3 separate regions of the Mus musculus genome follow, and regions 1 and 2 are each linked to region 3. A link is a contact called in public Hi-C and HiChIP or PLAC-seq data. All regions are on one chromosome and are shown on one strand. Each heading gives the region's core, a stretch centred on a gene start, on an enhancer-like site or on the middle of the called end of the contact. The rest is flanking DNA. Distances are from core to core; before and after follow the strand shown. Region 1 has its middle 34 kb from the start of A430033K04Rik. Region 2 overlaps Zcwpw1 (zinc finger, CW type with PWWP domain 1). Region 3 holds the start of Mblac1 (metallo-beta-lactamase domain containing 1).

What was found. A called contact is a pair of places that touch in the nucleus more often than the background predicts. HiChIP or PLAC-seq counts read pairs in DNA pulled down with a chosen protein or histone mark.
Region 1: an H3K4me3 HiChIP or PLAC-seq map of bone marrow-derived macrophages shows a contact between it and region 3, with 11 times the contacts expected there. The contact joins the enhancer-like site here to the promoter of Mblac1 in region 3. A contact is called at or near these places in 16 of 39 promoter capture datasets (the 3T3-L1 cell line, 3T3-L1-derived adipocytes, the HPC-7 cell line and 9 more), 4 of 15 datasets of contacts at CTCF or cohesin (hippocampal excitatory neurons, large pre-B cells, pro-B cells and 1 more), 14 of 484 Hi-C or Micro-C datasets (the HPC-5 cell line, the MC3T3-E1 cell line, bone marrow-derived dendritic cells and 9 more), 21 of 115 datasets of contacts at active chromatin or transcription factors (SST interneurons, acute myeloid leukemia, bone marrow-derived dendritic cells and 16 more) and 3 of 9 other capture datasets (adipose tissue, embryonic trunk and macrophages).
Region 2: a contact with region 3 is called in a Hi-C map of the G1E-ER4 cell line, with 2.5 times the contacts expected there. The contact joins the enhancer-like site here to the promoter of Mblac1 in region 3. A contact is called at or near these places in 7 of 39 promoter capture datasets (the 3T3-L1 cell line, the HPC-7 cell line, HPC-7-derived erythroid cells and 5 more), 3 of 484 Hi-C or Micro-C datasets (the G1E-ER4 cell line and embryonic stem cells), 3 of 115 datasets of contacts at active chromatin or transcription factors (SST interneurons, embryonic midbrain and embryonic stem cells) and 2 of 9 other capture datasets (adipose tissue and macrophages).

What each region holds. Positions count from the first base shown.
Region 1 is chr5:138,655,597-138,658,296 of GRCm38.p6, reverse strand. No RefSeq gene overlaps it. Among named protein-coding and RNA genes, the nearest start is that of A430033K04Rik, 34 kb to the right of the region's middle. Within about 2 kb of position 1,361, at least 9 of the 459 cell types and tissues checked have an H3K27ac peak or open chromatin away from gene starts, as enhancers often do. A contact at or near this core is called in bone marrow-derived macrophages, where this site is marked.
Region 2 is chr5:137,799,564-137,802,263 of GRCm38.p6, reverse strand. It overlaps Zcwpw1 (zinc finger, CW type with PWWP domain 1), which reads right to left. Exons shown (of 17, transcript NM_001005426.2): 5 at 2,663-2,700; 6 at 2,121-2,278; 7 at 1,168-1,290. Among named protein-coding and RNA genes, the nearest start is that of Zcwpw1, 13 kb to the right of the region's middle. Within about 2 kb of position 1,378, at least 3 of the 459 cell types and tissues checked have an H3K27ac peak or open chromatin away from gene starts, as enhancers often do. A contact at or near this core is called in the G1E-ER4 cell line, where this site is marked.
Region 3 is chr5:138,193,041-138,195,740 of GRCm38.p6, reverse strand. Mblac1 (metallo-beta-lactamase domain containing 1) reads right to left here and starts at 1,427. Exons shown (of 1, transcript NM_177878.3): 1 at 120-1,427. The coding sequence starts at 1,343. The coding sequence ends at 561. It overlaps Cnpy4 (canopy FGF signaling regulator 4), which reads right to left. Exons shown (of 6, transcript NM_178612.4): 6 at 1,847-2,700.

The DNA.
Region 1 (2,700 bases), core at 112-2,611, 460 kb before region 3:
GTAGAGTGTCAGGCCTGGTCGCTCTTCTGAGGACACTGATTTCCTTGCTGGCTCCTCAGCCTGGGAGCAGAATTAGGGGCATTTCCCAACTTTCAGGTTTGACCTGAGGTCGAGGTTCTTGCAAGGAGGTTGTCGTTCGAGTCCCGTGGATCTCCACTTTGCTAACTGGACATGTGCCTTCGGATGTCTGTAACCTGGTGACCTTGGGCACTCTTTTCTTACTTGTTTCTGTCTGACCAGCGGCCAGGTTACCTCTCTTAGACTGAGCTAAGTGTCCACTAGAGGGAGCTTTAGGGTGCTATTGTTAACACAGTACAGATCTTAGAGATAAGAGTTACTATTGACAGTGGTAGTTTTGTGGGTGTGGTGTGGTGGGTAGGTGAGTGGGTGAGTGGATGAATTAGGTGTGGGTGGGTGGTGTAGAGAACTTGTTTGTGGGTTTTTTTTAAAAATATATATCTTTAGCCCTTCGTTCCTCATCCACCCACATCCAAATGTAGTCCTTCAACACTTTTCATAATTCTAGGAAGAAACTTACCAAGCCTGGAAGCAGGGATTTTGAGCTCATTTTCTTATTGACTCTTATGAGGGTGATGGGGTCTTTTCTCCCATGGCATCAAACTATGCCCACACAGTAGACAGACTGTCCTATACAATGGGTCTCCTTACCAAGCCAGTGGTGCTGACCCTCCCTGACCACAGTCTTACACACGCACACACGCATGCATGCATGCATGTGCTTATGTATGCACATACACACACACACCCACTCACACACACACACAAAAACACACACGTACTCACACACACAAACACACACACTCACACACACACAAACACACACTCACACACATAAACACACACACTCACACACACACAAACACACCCACACACACACACTCACACACACATACACACACTCACACACACACACACACACACACACACACCCCACATACACCCCATTTGTGTGTGCATGAGTGCATGTGAATACAGATGCCTGAGGAGGTCATAAGTGTCAGATTACCTGAAGCTGAAATCTCAAATGGTTGTGAGTGACTTGATGTTGGTGATGGTAACTCAGGTCCTATGCAAGTGCAGTTAAGTATTCTCAACTGTTGAGCCTTCTCTACAGCTCCCACCATTCTCCCTTGGGGAATGTGGCTGTGGAAGGAACGAGGGAATTATGGTGGGAATCTGCTCAGGTTAGTGCCCACCTAGGAATTATTCTACAGCTTTTTCCAACCAATGACATTTGCAACAAAGAGGACTCTAGGTGGCCAGCCAGGCCTGCTATACACCTCCTCATTTTCTCAGGAAAACTGCAGGATGATCTGTTGGCCAGAGGAGGTCGCCCAAACACTATGCTTACATAGTGTTATATGCTTAGTTTTCTGTCCCAGAAAATGGAGACTACACACAGCACAGAACTCTGGTCAGAAAGGAGGTGATTTTAAAAAATCAATCTTCAGGTTCCATATCTCTAATGCTGTGAGTCCAGATAATGTTACCTCCTTTGATTCTGGGGTGTTTCCACTATCACAGCTCTCTGGCATGTCCTTGCAGATTTCTATTTAGTCTCATGGCCATCTGGGCATCTCTCTTGTTCTTCCCCACACTTGATCCTAACCCCTACCCCATTCCCCTCCCATCCCCTCTCCCACCCAGCTCCCTCACCCCATCTGTCTCCTACAGCTATTTTATTTCCCTGTTTACATGAGATTCAAACACCCTGTGTTGGGCTTTCCTTCTTATTTAGCTTCTTGTGGTCTGTGGAGTATAGCATAGTACCTGTATTTTATGGCTAATATCCACTTATAAGTGAGTTCATATCATATTTGTCCTTTTGAGTCTGGGTTACCTTGCTTAGGATGATATTTTCTAGTTCTATCCTTTTGTCTACAAAATTCATGATGCCTTTGTTTTTAATAGCTGGATAGTATTCCGTTGTCTAGACATACCAATTTTCTTTATCTATTCTTCAGTTGAGGAACATCTAGGTTGTTTCCAGTTTCTGGCTATCAAGAATAAAGCTGCTATGAACATAGTTGAGCAAGTGTCCCTGTGGTATAGTAGGGCATCTTTTTGGTATATTCCCAGGAGTGGGTCTTGAGGTAGAACTATTCCCAGTTTTCCGAGAAACAGACAATTTAATTTCCAACGTGGTTGTAAAAGTTTGCCCTCCCACCAGCAGTGGAGGAGTGTTTCCCTTTGCTCCACATCCTTGCCAGCATGTGCGGGTCATTCTGACAGGTGTAAGATGGAATCTTAGAGTTGTTTTAAATTGCATTTCCCTGATGACTAAGGACTTTGAACACTTATCTAAGTGTTTCTTGGCCATTCAAGAATCCTCTGTTGAGAAGTATCTGTTTAGCTCTCTACCCCCATTTTTAATTGGGTTATTTGGGTTGTTGGTGCCTAACTTCTTGAGTTCTTTATAAATTTTGGATATCAACCCTCTGCCAGAAGTAGGGTTGGTGACTAGGCAGGAACCCCAGTGGAGCAATAGAAGCAGCAACCCACCCATAAAACTCTCAACCCCCAAATGTATCCTGTCGACAAGAAATGCAGGGATGGGGGATAGCAGAGACGGAGGGAATGGCTATCCAATAACACGCCCTACTTGAAACCCATCCCATGGGCAAGCACTAATTTCTATTAATAATACTGTTATGCTTGTATACAGGAGTCTAGCAAGCT
Region 2 (2,700 bases), core at 129-2,628, 390 kb after region 3:
AAACAAAAACAAAAACAAATGACAGTTCCTGGGGAACAACAGTTGAGGTTGCCTTCTGGCCTACACATATATGATTGTGTATGTATCTACACACGTGAACAAATACAACATGAATACACATATGTACACACACAAAGAAAAAACTAAACTATGTACATATAGACACATCATCAGACACTAGCTAAATTTTATTTCACTGATTCTTATACTAAGCATTCTAGGTTGTTGTTTATTTTTGCGACATGATCTCAGTATGTATCTTTGGCTGTCTGGGGCTCACTGCGTAGACCATGCTGGCTGTGAACTCACACAGAATCACCTGCCTCTGCCTCCCAAAAACTGAAGTTAAAGGTATAAGCCACCACACCCAGCCCAGTTCATCCTTTCTTTTTTGTTTTGTTTTGTTGTTATTTTGTTTTATCATTGTATGTGTGGATGTGGGAACATGCATGCTGTATGAAAATGCAAGCATGTGCATGCCGCAGCATGTGTGTGGAGGTCAAAAGACAACTACACTGTGCCTTCTACCTTCTTTGAGACGGTCTCTCATTTTTTCCCCTCCTGTATATGCCAGGCTAAGCTTATGGCTACTTAGCTTAAGGAGATTCTCCTGTCTCCACCTCCTATCTCCCTGAGGCATCTCTTCATTTACATATGTGTGTGCTATTGCATCCAGGTCTGAGTTCCAGGGATCTTAATGCCAGCTCTTAACCAACTCTAGCCTGCCAATCACCTTGACCAACCTATACAGCAGCCATCACTAAGACCCTGATGGCTTATCGATTGCGATGTACTTGAACATTTTCAAATCTTGATCCTCTGACTTGTCTGTGTGTTTGCTGCCATGACTGGGTACTCTCTCTTTCATGAAATTCTCCCTTCACCTGACACCATTCCACCACCCTCTCCTAACTATCTGATCCACTGCTAAGCCAACCTTAGTTTCCTTCTGGACACCATCTAACACACCAGGTGCAGAATGTGGATTCTGTGAATAAATACCCAAATAGATGAAGTCTTTCTGCTTCGTCCTCTTTCCTTATCTCCTAAGAAGCAACTGTGCAAGATAAATAACAGTTTTGTGGCTTCCTTTAACATCCCATGTACTGCATATCTCCTCCATCTTGAATTTTCAGCTCAAGTTTCTCCACACTCAGCTGAGCTCACCAAAACCACTCTCCTCTTCCTTCTGGGGACCTCTGATCTGAGACTGATCCTGAATCACTATCTTCTGTTTCTCCTTCAGACTGCACTCACGGCCATCTTGGATCTTCTCCATTTTCTCATCTTCTGGAAAAACAAAACGAATCACTGTGAGGTGGGAGATGTGAGAATGTCTTCAGACAATAAAAACCAGGGAAAGAGTCACCAGGAAGCCCCAAGCCTGGGGCAGGAAGTTGTAGGCTGCTTAGTGTACCATTTTCTAATTTCTTGAAGAAGTACTTGAACCAGGGTTCAAAGGAGGACTGACTTGGGCTATGTGGAAGCCACAGTAGAAAGAGAGAACTGACCCCCAAAAATTGTTCTCTGACCTCCACACATGAACTATGGCATGTACATGTCCTACTCTAACGATAACATTTTTAAAGGTTTAAAGGATATCTGGGATCTAGAGAGAGGACCCGACTTTTGGCTTCCAGGGCCCACTTTTGGCAACTCACAACCACCTGTAACTGTAACTCCAGGGGACCCAACATCCTCTTCTGGCTTCCATATGTACCCACATATACATGGTATACACTCACACAGACACACACACACATAGATAAATAGAAAATGAACCTTTGGGAACTGCAACCCTATAGGTGGAACAACAATATGAACTAACCAGTACCCTGGAGCTCTTGACTCTAGCTGCATATGTATCACAAGATGGCCTAGTCGGCCATCACTGCAAAGAAAGGCCCATTGGACTTGCAAACTTTATATGCCCCAGTACAGGGGAACCCCAGGGCCAAAAAGGGGGAGTGGGTGGGTAGGGGATGGGGGGGTGGGTATGGCGGACTTTTGGGATAGCATTGAAAATGTAAACGAGGAAAATACCTAATAAAAAATTAAAAAAATAAATAAAAAAATAAAAGAAAATGAACCTTTTTAAAAACCCATATGATGATACTTACCAGCTTTCTTCTTTTGTTTGCTTAAAGAGAGTCTATTAAATTTCTTCTTAGAGGGTTCAGTAACTGGCTGGCCTAGCTTAGATGTCCCCATCTCAGAATTCACTTCCTCTTCTAAAGAAGATGCAATCTTTGGAGTATCAGGAGTTATTACCTTCTCTCTGAAATGATATTGTTTAAATAAAAAGTCTTCAGAGAGACACTTGCCATGCCAAGTCTTTGAAAAAGAAACCAGGGGTTAAAAGCAAAACAGGACTTCTAGACTTGAGTCAGGAGAGGTAGCTCTGTGGTACAGTGTGCACTAGAAACAGCTCAATCCCCAGAAGACACATAGAAGTGCCAGGCCTCCTAAGGTCTCCTGAGGTCATTTTATCCAACTCCTTGCCTGTTTCCTTCCCAACTCAAAGAGGCATCTTCCCTGAGCTAAGAGAAATCAATATACTATAACATAATGAATGACTACATAGACAGACAGAAAGACAGGACACCATTTACCAGTGTTATGTCCACCCTGTGTTCAGCCTGTCTCTCTGGAATAAACTTACGGATCAGCATCTTTCTTATCAGTTGCAGGAGGAACAAT
Region 3 (2,700 bases), core at 178-2,677:
CTCACCAGTGTGCATCCTAGGAGGAACAAGCTATTGGCCACACTGTTCCTCTTTTGCTGCAGCAGTTACAATCCCAAAGATTATTGCAATCAGCATTTTGCATTTACATCAGGACAGTATGACTTGCGGTCGATTTTTATTTTTGAAGGTCCTAACAAGAATATAAATCAGGATGGCTCAGCAGGTAAAGGGTCCCTGGCGTCAAGTCCGACAACCTGAACTCGATCCTGGGGACCCACAGGATGGAGAGAACCGACTCTTCCAAAGTAGCCTTCAGAATTCCACAGGCACACACGCACATCCCAAATACATATTTTAACTATTTTTTTTCCTATATTTTACGGAGGCTCATGGAGGATGTGGATCTAAGCCAGTCCTTTGTCCTGCTTAGGTTGCAATGATTAAAGGGGACTGATGTCAATCATTCTGTCCTGTTTGGAAGCTGCCTCCTAGAAAGCTGCACGTGACAAATATTGCTTGTCTTGACTGTGTCCTCTAGGTCTCCCGGACCAACTGACGCCGGTTCCTCGCTGGAAGGGGCTTTCCTGACTGGAGTCCAGTCAAGCAACCGCCTTGCCTTCACATATCAAATCCTCTGAACTTTTCACTGTTTCCCTGACCACTCGAAAGGGGGCTCCGTGACCAGGCACCACCACATCAGCTACGCTCAGAATCCTCTCCCGGCTCCGCTGCTGAGCTACTGGGTCTTCGCTCAGGGCCTGCCAGGAGTCCTCGTCACCAAGTCGCTCGAACACATCGCCAGCCACCACCACGGTGCCCAGGCTGGTGCCCTCCACTACGACGCTCACGTCCCGCTGTCCTCCGTGGCCCGGCGTGGCCCACACCTGCAGTCCCGAGCCCAGTATCAAGGGCTGCGTTTCACACAGCCCATGGGGCAGATAGAGACCCTCGGGAAGGCAGAAGTCATGGGAGACTAACAAAGCTGCCTCGGGAAACAGCCCCAGGTTCCCAATATGATCCGAGTGTCCGTGGGTGCCCACCACCAGAGTCACATCTTCGGGGGCCACGCCCTGTGTAGCCAGGGCTTCCAGCAGCGCACCCCGCGCCCAGGGTCCCCCGGTGTCCACGAGGATGGGGCCACGCACCGCCTCCTCCAGGGCAGTCTTAGAGCCGCCGTCTGCGGATGGGGCCAAACCGCGGCTGGAGTCCGAGGCCCAGCCCCGAGGCAGGACGAGAGTCACAGTGCCATCAGCACGCACCGCGTCGCCCGCTCCCTGCGGCTCCGCGTAGCCGCGCAGCAGAACCACCACGGAGTAGGAGCCGCTGGACGCCAGCAAAGGGATCTCACCATGCAGGGGCTCGGTGCGCACTGGACCGTTCATGACAAGGGAGATTTACCCCGCCACGGACGTCTGCCCAGTCCCTCCAAAATCCTACCGCAAGCCCCGCCACTCTTTCCAAGGTGCAACTCGTTTGCTACCCACCAGATCTTAAAGTGGTATCGCCCTCCACTACCACCCCTGCTGAAGATGGTATCGCCCAACTGGCCTTTCCATGCGACCTCAAGACTTCCTAGATTCTTTTGGTCAGTCCCCCCTTAGGCTTATAGTCGGTAGGTTCTCACGCATCCACATCTGAAAGATATCTTTTACTTCTTTATTCTAGCTGTTGTCTACTTTGAAACTAAACTATCGCTGTCCTTAAGGGTTTTTGTTTTCTTTTGTTTTTTAACGCTGGGAAAACTCAAAAGGTGAGAAAACGCGAGATTTTTTGCCTTTTATGGGCTTCCGTACAAACTACCGCGCCTGAACCACGGCGTAATCCTAATCCTGTATAGTTCATATTATGTATTACACTTAACTTCTGAGTTCTTGTTTTGTTTTTTATTTTCCTGATACAGGGGCTCAAGGAGACCAAGATGGTCTTGAGCTCGCTACATAGCTGAGGAAGACTGAGCTCTTGATCCTCTTTTCCAAGTCCTAGTGGTACAGTTGTTTTCCCAACCCCAACCAGTATCCTTGGGGTGGATAATTATAAGAACACCATTAGCAACTAATAGATAGCAGGCCAATGGCCCCACTGTCTGGGTGCTCCCTCATCGATAATGTGTGCATGTTTGAAATGGGACTCAGCTGATATATATATAAAAGGTTTAATAGCAATATAGAAAATATGGCACCTGTGAAATAGGAAATATAGCCCACATGTCTACCCCATCTAACCCGAGTATTGCTTCACTCTCTTCCAGCATCCTGTTCTTATTCACAGATTGATGGTATACGGCCTCATGTTTGCAGTGTATATTGGTTCTTGAGGGTCTCTTTTTGGCTTCTTACTTTAAGACAGGGTTCAGCTCTGGTTGGTCCCGAACTGCCAAGTAGCTGGATGGTATTCTGATATTCCTGCCAACGCTTCTTTGAGTGCTGAGATTACAGCGGTATGCCACCACATCAGGGTTCAACTCCCATCACTGTCCATACTAGGCAGGCACTCTACCAATTGCGCTGCTCGCTCTTCTCTGGCCTCTTGAAAGGGTTTAAAATAGACCCTTTAAAAAGCAAAGTGACTTTCCCACAGCTCACACCACTATTGACCAATCGGTGCAGGTGAAGACCAGTAAAACGTAGAGAAAAGTTTCAAAACTGTCACCACATACTTGTTCAATTAAGTGGCTGCATGTGGTTCAACCCTGAAGGCAAAACTTGCTTCTGCTTCTTCCCCCCTACCCTTCTCCTTTCC